Linked DNA regions of Anas platyrhynchos: region 1 is linked to region 2. Evidence: chromatin contacts called from public Hi-C data. All regions are on one chromosome and are shown on one strand. The core of a region is the stretch at or near the end of the contact, and the rest is flanking DNA. Distances in the headings are between cores, read along the strand shown.

Region 1 (5,213 bases), core at 921-3,420, 110 kb after region 2:
ACTAAATTAGAAATGAGGAAGTGGAGCATTTACTACATGCAGATGCTGACAACACGTTTAATGTGTGCACAGGAACAGTCCTAGTCTCCAGTAAAGTAGTTGGACATCAGAGGGAGCAAGCCTCCGGGAGCAGCGTGGGAAGACCAGGTTTGCTGCTGCTTTCTATGAGGGAGGGTTTGGGAGCTGCTGCTGGAAGGATTGTATCCTGCTGCACTCTCTCCCCTGCTTTTCTCTTCCAGCTCTGCCCCTTTCCCTCCCCGTTCCCCTTCCAAAGTCAAGAAGTCCGGTTCATGCACAATATTTTAGGACAACAGCACAGGCTTTGCCGGCAGAGTTTAGAAGACTTGAATTGGTTCTTTGTACACAGAAAACGAAGAATTATGTTCATTCAGTTTACATATAAATGTAGATTAGCTCCAGAAGGTTTCTCTTTCAGTGCACTGTCAAGATACCCCCAAGCAGAATTTTTTCAAATGCAAACTTCGTAGCCCAACCCTATAAAGGTTCTCCCGTGACTCATACCTTAATCTGGTATTCAGCTTTAACACTCCTTCAGAGGACTACTGACCCCGAAATTTAACTGCAGAAAATACCGGGCAAGGCAAAGCCAACCTCCCTACCAGACAGTGAGAAGAACTTGGTAACAGCTGTCATGGCATTAAAAAATATACAAGTCACTACTATCACGTAGGATGTGTCTAGGTATGTCAGTGCATTACTGCTTTATACACCCTAACTTGTGTTTTATATATGCCTGATGCAAACTGATGGTTGTACTTTATACAAAACAGGAGCAGGAATCACATGTGCAGTTTATACTGGTTCGTTGCAGAGATTGTAACAAGAACAAGTAATTTTTTATTAATAACGGTGTGTCAGTGAATGCCTTCAGCTCTGCCTTAGAGAAATGCCATGACAAAGAATTTCCTTGTCATTCAATGAACCTTTCAGTTGTCCTATTTACAGTATTTTATTAGATTTCTCAGCTCTACAAGAAAATATGAGCAACCTGATCGAACACTGAAGTTAGCCACACTCTAAGCAGGGAGCTGGACTAGGTGACCTTCTTCCCAAATAATTTTTTTGTGATTTTAAAATGGTGACAGTTGTGAAATGGAGAGGAAAAGGAACAACAGTACATTTCAAGGAGAAATTAATACAAATTGGGACTTACCAAAGTGTCTTGTTGAAGTGTCTTCAGTGAACATACATTCCTCTGGGGTATCAGGCAGAAGCCATTAAATTAAGTTCAGCTTCCCACAATGTGTGTAAGGTAGATTTAATCTAAACCCTTGTAGGGTCATGACATAAGAGATCTTTCACTCTCAGCAGAGGCAGGACTAGAGCAGGAGTCTTTATGGTAGCTGGTGACTCAGCTTAAGGATGCTCTTTCTTCTAAGTGTTACATATAGCTTGTGATTAAATGGCTTTCCCCTGAGAAAACCTGGAATTAATGCTTCTATTTTCATTGAAAAACTTTCTATGAAAAGTTTTACCTGCCAAAAAAGTTGCAATTTTGAAAAACTTTGAAGTAATTTTCACTTGTCAGAAGACATTTTCTGTGAAAAATTTCAACCTGCTTTCAATCTGAACTGCACATTTTATTATTTAGATTTAGATTTTTAATGTATTGTAATGACATTAATTATATTAATTCTATATTTTCTATATTATATAATCATAATTGTGTTATGTTCATTACAGTTTATATAATTATATGTCATAGCTTTAGCAGATTGTAGCATATAAGTATGTATGGAATACTACAGGTGATAATTAGAGGGCATTTATGAGGGGGAGGAGGGGGGGAACAAACTGGTTTGGGGATGGAGCGTAATAAATCTCCTAAAGATGTGATGTGGTGAGCATGGCTGCAAAGTCAGGGTAAAACATCTGTGTCCCAGGGTTCCCTCCAGATTTATACTCTCACGTTTCACCCCTCTTGCTGTGACAAAAGCCAGTCACGTCCCATAATGCCCAGGTGCTCATCTATTGCAGAGTGACATTGTAACTACAATGCCCAGCCTTTCATTCAGCTCACACAATGCATGCCTATGCAGTATTCTGCTGCACAAGGCTTTGCTTTGTGCAAAATGCACAGCCTGGGCTTTGACCACTGCACTTGTTCAACGTCCTGGGATTATTTTTCTTTGCCATATTCAATTTGCTAATCCAAGTGCTGACCAAACATTACTGTGGACAAATGGGCTCCCAGTTGCTTCCACTGGGTATATCTGTACGTCAGCTGGCCGTACTCTTCACTTTCTCTATGAGCTGTTTTTTAGTTGCTGGACCATACTTATTAGTAACTGATAAGGGAAACCTGAGTTTCAGCAGTTTGTGGGAGATCCTACCTATAAATTGGCCATTGTGCTTGCAACATTTATTTAGGAAATCTTAATCGCGGGATTAAATTGTGAAAACAAAGATTTGTTGTACAGAAACATTGACGTTCTTGTGCATCCAAATAACCTAAGGAGAAAGACACAAGTCATAAGAAAAAAAAAAAAAAAGCTCTCCAAGAAACTATGCAATGCAGCCTTTCTAATCCAACTGTAAACAATGTGTGGCACCAGGACACAGTAAAGTCTCTGAATAGCAATGAGAACCCGCAAGCCGTTTCTAAATTGCAGGTTTAACCTTCATTATTCCCCATCTTTTACTGCCATCTACTGGCTATGACTGAATATACTCATCGTTGTCTCAGATAAACATGTTTTCTCCTTCACTCTGTTTATTTAAGAGCTACAAGTTTTGGTTAAAATCTTTTTTCTACTGGCCTTGGAAAGTTTGTCTTCCTTTCCTGCTTAAATCACTTTGATTCACTGTTAGCTTTTCAGCACAGCTATTGAGTTACTCGTGGAGAAAAAAAAAAGAAAAAAAAAAAGAAAAAAAAAAAGAGTAATTTTGGCAACTAGAAATTACTGTGAAATGTTTCTTTATTTTCAAAATATGAACAAAACCTTTTAAATTACACAAAAATAACAAAACCAATACAGTTTTCCAGAATCTCAAAGTTCTTGGTGTTTATTCCAAATACTCTTGCTAAGAGCCCTTTCCTTCAACACACTGGCAAGACTCTTCCCTCCCCTTTGACCTCCTCTCCACGTGCCCTGTCACCAAGCTCCCAACACAAAGATCCAGTTGGAGACAGTAAAGAGTTGCATGGTTTTGGAGTTCACATCCAGGGACTGGGCCAGGAAGAACAGGCTGTCTGGGAAGCTTTAGTTTTAGGTAATGAAAAGTGCTAAGAGAGTAGACAAAAAAGCCACTTCTCTGTTAGGACTCACTGGTGCAGCAGGAGTAAAATGTCAGAGAACTGGGAAATAATTCAGGTAGCAGAAAAAAATATATATAACAAAAGCAGTAAAAAATCCAGCTTAAAAGGGGACAGGAGGTAAAGGAAATGTAGCAACCTTTCTGCATGTGGTGTGAGTTCAGCAATTCCAAAGGAGTGCTATATGGAGTAGGGGAATAGGATCAGCTTTAACAGGACCTGACTTTTTATTATCTCAGACAATACTGAATGTTATGTTTTCAGAGGAAAGTAAATTCCATCACCACCTCAAATCTTTATTCAGTGGTGGGGTAGAGTAAAGCAGAACATCCCTCATATTCATGAGGATGGCTGGCATTCGCACACAAACACACGCCCATACACAATTTTATAATCACAAAACATCAGAGAGAGAGGCTAGGACAGGAGAAGTGAATTGCTTCTGTCAGCAGGGTTCCTAGTGTGACCCGTATCACTTCGTGGAATACATTTCTCCCGAAAAACAGTGTACCAATAAGGAAACCGCAAAGAGGATTTTTGGAATGAATTAACTTGCGGGAGTGTGGCCATGGGGGTCGACAAGCCCCATGTTTGGTGATAACATCGGACTCTTAACGATGAGGCCATCAGGAATGTAAAGAGTTTAGAGGGAACAAAGAAGGGTGATTCAGGAGACGCCTTGCTGTCTTGGGTTCCTTGTTCTCCAGCCGTAAAGGCGTGGAAGTTGCCGGGTGTTTGCTGTTGCCGGGCAAAGTTGTTGACCAATGAATAGTGGAAAAGTACTGCTGTGGGGTAAATGGTACAAGAAGGGAGCCTGTCCTCGATAAGGAGACGAAGTTATGCCCTCAATAAGAGAGAGTTGAAGTTATGTCATTAGTAGCAGTTACTGATCCTAAAAGAACCCTGGTGTCCGTGTCATCATTACACCACATTAACTGAGATGTAATGCTTGTGTAATGGCAACCTTGGGCTGTATCTGAAGAGAAATTATGATTAAAGAAGACAAGATATATTTTTTTTAATTTTAAGGCAAGCTTTTTATTGTTACAAAAAATAAATACACAAAATGTCCCAAAGTTCAATTTAAAACAGGCCTTTATCAAAGGTGCTGAAATCCACCTTGAGAATGTATCTCAAAAGCATCACAGGTTTTGTGGCCTAATCAGCAACCAGGATCAGCAAAATGGCTTCAAGGACCTTCAGGCTCCCTCAGGTGAAGGAAAGCAACTTGCTCTTTGAACATCAACATCCTGCTGCACACCAGACAATAACAACATTTAGGTATTGGTTGATTTCATTGCTTCAGGAAACTGTCCCTGCTCTACTGCCCCAGTTAGTGTTGTAGCTTTAATTAGTCTCCTGTAAACAATCAGACAGACATTATAAGGTAGAAATTGTTTGGAAAAGGTCAATGCTTTCATGTTTGCTGTTGACAATAGGAAACAGGACAGGATGGATTTTAATTACAGGTGGCCTTTGATAGATTTCTTCTCTCCTACAAGCAAGCATTAGATAAGCCCACCTGAACACACCAGAGCTCCCTGTGCCAGAACAGAACAGCAGGTTCCAAATCCACAACTTTCCCTACTGGTGCAACACAACCTCCGAGAAAAGCCGTCTTGCTATTTTGGCCTCTCATTCCACTGGGAACTGCTGTGAGTCTAACAGGGTTTAGCTCATGTTGCATCTTAGGAGGAATTTCTAGAACATATGCATTTCATAAGGTCTTATAAATGTCTAATGAAAAGGTACTGTATTAGATCACACCCTGGACACTTTTCTTATGTGGCAGAGCAGGATTTTTCTCTGCAATCTGTTATTTGTGACTCTGATATGCTTTTATGCAATTTAGCTTTAAAGTAAATGGGATTTTTGCCACCCCCACAGAGACTGAGACTGTTTTTTTTGTTTGTTTGTTTGTTTGTTTGTTTGTTTG
Region 2 (5,722 bases), core at 674-3,173:
ATATGTAGAGTCCAAATATTGAAAATTTTAGTTCTTAAAGGAGGTTTTGAAGAAACCATGAGCACAATGGGTTACAATGAAAGCGCTTTTTGACTCTTAATGGGTGCAATTAGCATCTTTGTTAATACCCAATGTCTGTCATGCTAAGAACTGAAGGGGCGGGATATGAACTCGCTTTACTCACAGTGAGGTTAATGAAGTACTACAATTAAGTGCTTTTTTTTTTTTTTCCCTTTTAAATCTGTAGGATTACACAAGATTTAGTGACTGCATAAAGTGTAGGTAAGGTCTTTGGTAAGACGCTACAAAAATATTTAATTACATTAGTAATAGCTAGGATGTTTGAATAACAGATACTTCATAAGTATTGTTAAAATCACCACTGATTTCAGAGAAATTAGCTCAACATGTGTTATGGTTTCAGCTGGAATAGAGTTAATTGTCTTTATAGTGGCTGGTATGGTGCCTTGTTTTGGATTTAGGAGGAAAATAATGTTAATAACATAACAATGTTTTAGTTGCTGCAGAGCAGTGCTTACACTATATCAAGGACTCTTCTGCTTGTCATGCTGCTCTGCCAGCAAGGAGACTGGGGGTGCCCAAGAAGCTGACCCAAACTGCCTGAAGGGAGATTCCATATAATGTGACATCATGCTCAGCAATAAAAGCTGGGATAAAGGAGGAGGAGGTGGGGGATGTTTGGAGTGATGGTGTTTGTCTTCCCAAGAACCCATTACGCACAATGAGCCCTGCTTTCCGGGAAGTGACTGAGCATCTGCCCACCCATGGAAAGTAGCGAATTAATTCCTTATTTTGTTTTGCTTGCATACGTGGCTTTTGTTTAACTAGTAAACTCTCTTCCTCCAAGCCCATGAGTTCTCACACTTCTACTTTTCTGATTCTTTCCCTTATTGCACCTGGGAAGAGTGAGTGAGCGGCTATTTGGTGCTTGGCTGCCTAGCAGGGTTAAACCACAACATGTCTTGAGAAATATTTGCCATAAAACCCAGCAATCCAGGAGTTGTCTACAATGCATATAGAAAGGTAGGCTCTAAGTACCCTGGAATAACATGTTTTTTTCTCCATTGAAAAAAAGTATCTTGTTTATTTCAGACGTTTTCCTTGCTTTTCCTTCTCCATGTAGAACAAGTCTGTCCCTGCACACATGCTGAACTGAGTTTTTCTTCTCTCTCTCTCTCTCTCTCTTTTCTTTTTTTTTTTTTAACACAAGAACAACAGTTTTTCAAACGAGTCTTTAGTTGCTGATACTACATTCTGCAGGGGAAAGTTACGTTGTTTTTTTCGTTTGAAAGGAAGTCAGCAACGCTGATTGTGACATTCACTTCTTAATCTTTAGCTTTAAAGATCTTAAGAAAAGCTGTCGTGTTGTGCTTATGGAACATAGATACATCAAGCGGTTAGTATCTCAAAAGAGGATCTCTTCACCTTTAAAACTCTCACTTACATACGCCTACTACCTCCCTACCACCTTTGCGTGTCCATAAATAAGTGCACTGTTGGCCATCAGTGTCCATGGATGGATTCTAACACCACAACAGGTTTTTATTTGTGCAGGTCAGCAGAGGCCTGTAAATTTAATTTAATATTATTAGTTTTCTGAGGTCTTCAAATGTTCAATGAGTCTACAGCTGTTTGAGAGGTGAGTTGCAAAATATGGAGGGTCCTTTTTTGTGTAGATATTTTCCCTGGTCTCTGAGTTTCAAGGCTCACATACTGCTGTATTCTGCCTTCTCTTTGTTTTCAGTGCAGCTAAGAACTCACTAAGAGCCACATGATGTGAGGGAGGGGTGTCAGTTTGTTGGTGTTACGAAATATATCATGAAACATTTGTTCTACAGTTGCAATCACGTGCATGGTAAAAAAGCGGTACTTCATGCCATGAGCTCACTTGTGAGCGTGTCTGTTAGTTACTCATCACAGGTTACAGACATTAACCACAGCCCTCCAGATGGGCACCACACATCTGGGGCAGGTATGAATCAACATACCTTGGAAACTGCATCTGCCTTTAATTATGTGCTCCACAGCAAACATGAGCTAAAGGCTTTACATTTTGAAAGCCATATTGGACTTACTTATCTTTCTTGATGCTAACAAGGTCTTTAATTCCAGTCTGTGCATTTTTTGTTAGAGTAGCATCTTTGATGTTAATGTTATGGTATTTTGTGGTTTGTCTTTTTTTCCACGCACGGTTCACCACACAGAGACAGTGTAAAAGCACAAAAAACTGTATTAAAAGCCTGGCAGCTTAGAAATTCTCCCTAACTGGCCCTAAAAGGGCCTTGGAGTGTCTTTTTCTAAAAAATATTGTATGATTCCATGAAACAAGGTAAGAATTCAGTGTCTTATTGTGGTAAGCACAATGTAGAAGAGTTAACTTTAGGGGCATTTGAAGAGATGCTGTCTGAAATAGAAAGGGTAAAAAAAAAAAAATTGCTTAAGCAACCCTGTCTGTAAGCATGGAAAAGTAGATTTTACACTAGTAGATTTTACACCAGTAGATTTTGCAAGGCAGCAGTTTGTATGTATGAGAATGCCTCAGCTCTGTGGCCCCACTGTCTGAGAATATGAAACTAGAGATTCACAGTTCAGTTTGAGCTTTTTGAATATTAGCTTTCACATCAGAAGTGTTTGATATTTTATCAGATAGGACTCAGATGTCACACTGGTATTTTTTAATCAAAGCATACCAGAAGAGAAGGATATTGAAATGCAGTCTCCCTGTTTTGCTTCCCTATTGAACAGCCACCACTGCTGTGCTTCATGACTAATACAGTCAGTGTATCAGGATCAGTGAACAAGACTCAAACATACTGTGGAAGAGTTGGTTTTCTTTGCTTCAATAAAATATTCAGTTTGGACTGTGTTCATTTTTCGCTTGCACAAGTCTTTGTTAAATTAAATATACCAACTTGTTGTTTTGACTATAAGAAGTAGTGCCAAGTATCCAGCAGAGAAGAAACAAGGGTGTGCTTTTCTCTTCTGTAGGGGAGCCACCTGTATAAGATTTGGTAACTCACCTCTCGATTTGAAGGAGGAGATCTTTTTCTACTCACTGCTGCTGTAATAATAAAACAAAGTTCACACACACAACTTCTCCTAGAGTCTGGAAATATACAAATAAATGGGATACAGTCTGCCATAAGAATCATCGTCTTTCATTTAGGTGAACTTGTGCATAAAAGGGTTTGCAAAGCACTTCAGTGGGTGTTTGAGGTAGACAGAGGACAGCTGAGCATCTTTGTATGGACAAGAGGAATTCAGAGGTCCCCCTAGCCCCTCGGTATTGTTACTGGACATAAAACTTGTAAAGCAGAAATTACGCACTCTAGTAGTGAAAAGAGCATTTGCAGGAATACAAAATTCATTGCTCGATTTGTACAATAGATCTGAGGTGCCACCTGTGGTGCTTGGTATGTTCAGAAGCAGCTGGTGTAAATAGGAATATACCAAAGGCAACGTGAGCCAAGAGCAGAGGACAAACCTTGCAAAGGCAATGCTCTCATCAACCAGGCACAGTCCCACGGGGGCTGAAAACAGCAGGTAGAGCAGGGTGCTGATAACAGTGTCCTTCAATGGTCCCAGGCAAAGCAAGTGATGAGGCAGGTCCAGGATCCACTCAGGGAATCCAGTCAGGAGCAACAGGGACAGAGACATGGCTACAGACAAGACTATAATGTGGGTGTAGAGTTCATCCAGGAGGCAGGGAAAAAGAACTGGAGACAAATTAGAACATTCTTAGAAGGAGGGATCCAGGAGGCAAGATACCAACAACAAAGGTTCAAGATCCATCCAAGAAATGAGGCAGGAAAGCAAGACTGGAGACAGTACATCTATGACATTGCCCAGGCAGAGACTGACCCCAGGCCTGAGACTGAATAATCTTGGGCCCATGGGAAGGAGATCTGGGTGGGAGTCTCAGGAGAGGCTTTCAGGAAGCTTAGGGCCTATTAGTGCCTTCAGGGCCCTGTGAATACCCAAGTGGAGGTACATGATTTTCAAACAGGAGGAAAGCAGTTTTATTACACCTCCACATCCATTTTCCCCTATATGTGTGTTGTTTGTTCGTTGTTGTTGTTTTAATTTCCATGTTTACACATTACTTGCTCTCCTCATTATTGAACATGAGTCACTGGAAATATTTCAACAGTGGTGCAAATATTTGCACTCTGGTTACTCATTTCAAAGACACATGCTAGCTAGAAATCTAGAGTAATTGTTACTCTTATTATACTAAGTTATTTGTAACAATTGGAACAAGTTACTTTCGTGACTTCTTTGAAATCTAATCGTGACATTTTTTTCATTTTTTTTTTCCAAATATATTAATCTAAAAAAGATGGTAAGTCAGATCGCTCTTAGCATTTTTTCACTGTAGGTCCAGAAATAGTGTGGTGTCCCTGAAAATTGAGTGACCAAGCATCTTATTTACTGACTAGATCAACAGTCATTAATTTTACTTAACTTTAGCTTCAATATCTGATCACATCTCTCAGGCAGTACTTAGAGTTCCATGTCAAAGAGTTCGCAACATAAAGGGGCAAAATGTAGGAGGAAAGGCAGGCCACCATCTTCATTTCCTTGCTGCTGTTCCTCTGCAATCTTGTCTTATGGTCCAAATCTCTTCCTTAGCTCATAGCTTTGTATCAGGTCACAAGGTTCAACATTAGAAGAAGATGGGAGCCATCAGGCTATTAGCCACAAGCGTTATGGGTCACCTCATGCTTGATCCAGTACCTCTATACCCAGCAGCCATGCAGGTTGGCTCTGAATAAGTATGAGACACTGTCTAGTAAAATCATTTTCTTCCAGCCCTTCAGAAAACACCAAAATATTGAAACCCAAATAAAAAGTGCCTCACCAAAGTCTGCCTCAGGGACGTATACAAAAGCAGTGGGCTCCAGCACAGTCTTCAGCCCTCACAGGTGGCATCTTTCTTGCATATCATACAGATCATGTACACAGTGCTCATCCTCACATATCCTGTCTGTTCAAGAGCTGCTGCTACTGTCTGTCCATGGGAATGCTCAGCACTCCCAGAGCCACACGTGCTGACTCACAGTCCTGTTGCATGATCTTCATGCTAACACTTGGCAACTTCTGAGTTCCCTGATTTTATCAGACATGGCCTTAGCAAGCACAGAATGGTAGAATTCAAATTTCTGCATAAGTCTCATAATATTTACATTGATTGATTGTTGTTTTGTCAGAAAAACGAGTCTCCTGACAAAAAACTCTGCCTATTGTTTGGCAATTTAGCTTAGAGAGTCAACAATGTTGCATTCTTCTTACAGATCCACTTCTTTAAAGTCTGGCAATTATCCATTTGGATCGTATTTTTTTTTCTGTAAACAGCACAGTTCTCGTCAGTCCCAATTCTACTTGTAGCTAACCTGATGAGAGAACAAGAAGGATATAATGACTTGTCAGTTTTAAATTCAGTACTGGATAAAAACACTGGTAATATACTGGGTCAGGGTATTGGGGAAAGCACATTCAGTGACATGTTGAAGTACAGTTCTTCTACAATCACGCATAGGTGGAATGGGCACCCACAATCAATCCTTCTGGCCACTGAAGGATTGATTCTCATGAACATTACTGTAAGAAACGTGAGGAAAATCTCTGCATGCAGCCATGATGATGAACCGCAATGCAATGTAATAGTGAGAGGCAGAAGGACCCTTCAGCTGCATGAATC

The links. A called contact is a pair of places that touch in the nucleus more often than the background predicts.
Region 1: a Hi-C map of subcutaneous adipose tissue shows a contact between it and region 2, with 3 times the contacts expected there. The contact joins two enhancer-like sites. A contact is called at or near these places in 2 of 8 Hi-C or Micro-C datasets (liver and subcutaneous adipose tissue).

What each region holds. Positions count from the first base shown.
Region 1 is chr1:79,649,176-79,654,388 of IASCAAS_PekinDuck_T2T, forward strand. No RefSeq gene overlaps it. Among named protein-coding and RNA genes, the nearest start is that of YBX3, 14 kb to the right of the region's middle. Within about 2 kb of position 2,171, at least 1 of the 8 cell types and tissues checked has an H3K27ac peak or open chromatin away from gene starts, as enhancers often do.
Region 2 is chr1:79,544,133-79,549,854 of IASCAAS_PekinDuck_T2T, forward strand. It overlaps LOC101804866 (killer cell lectin-like receptor subfamily F member 1), which reads right to left. Exons shown (of 6, transcript XM_021267629.4): 6 at 2,234-5,414. The coding sequence ends at 5,282. Among named protein-coding and RNA genes, the nearest start is that of DYRK4, 120 kb to the left of the region's middle. Within about 2 kb of position 1,924, at least 4 of the 8 cell types and tissues checked have an H3K27ac peak or open chromatin away from gene starts, as enhancers often do.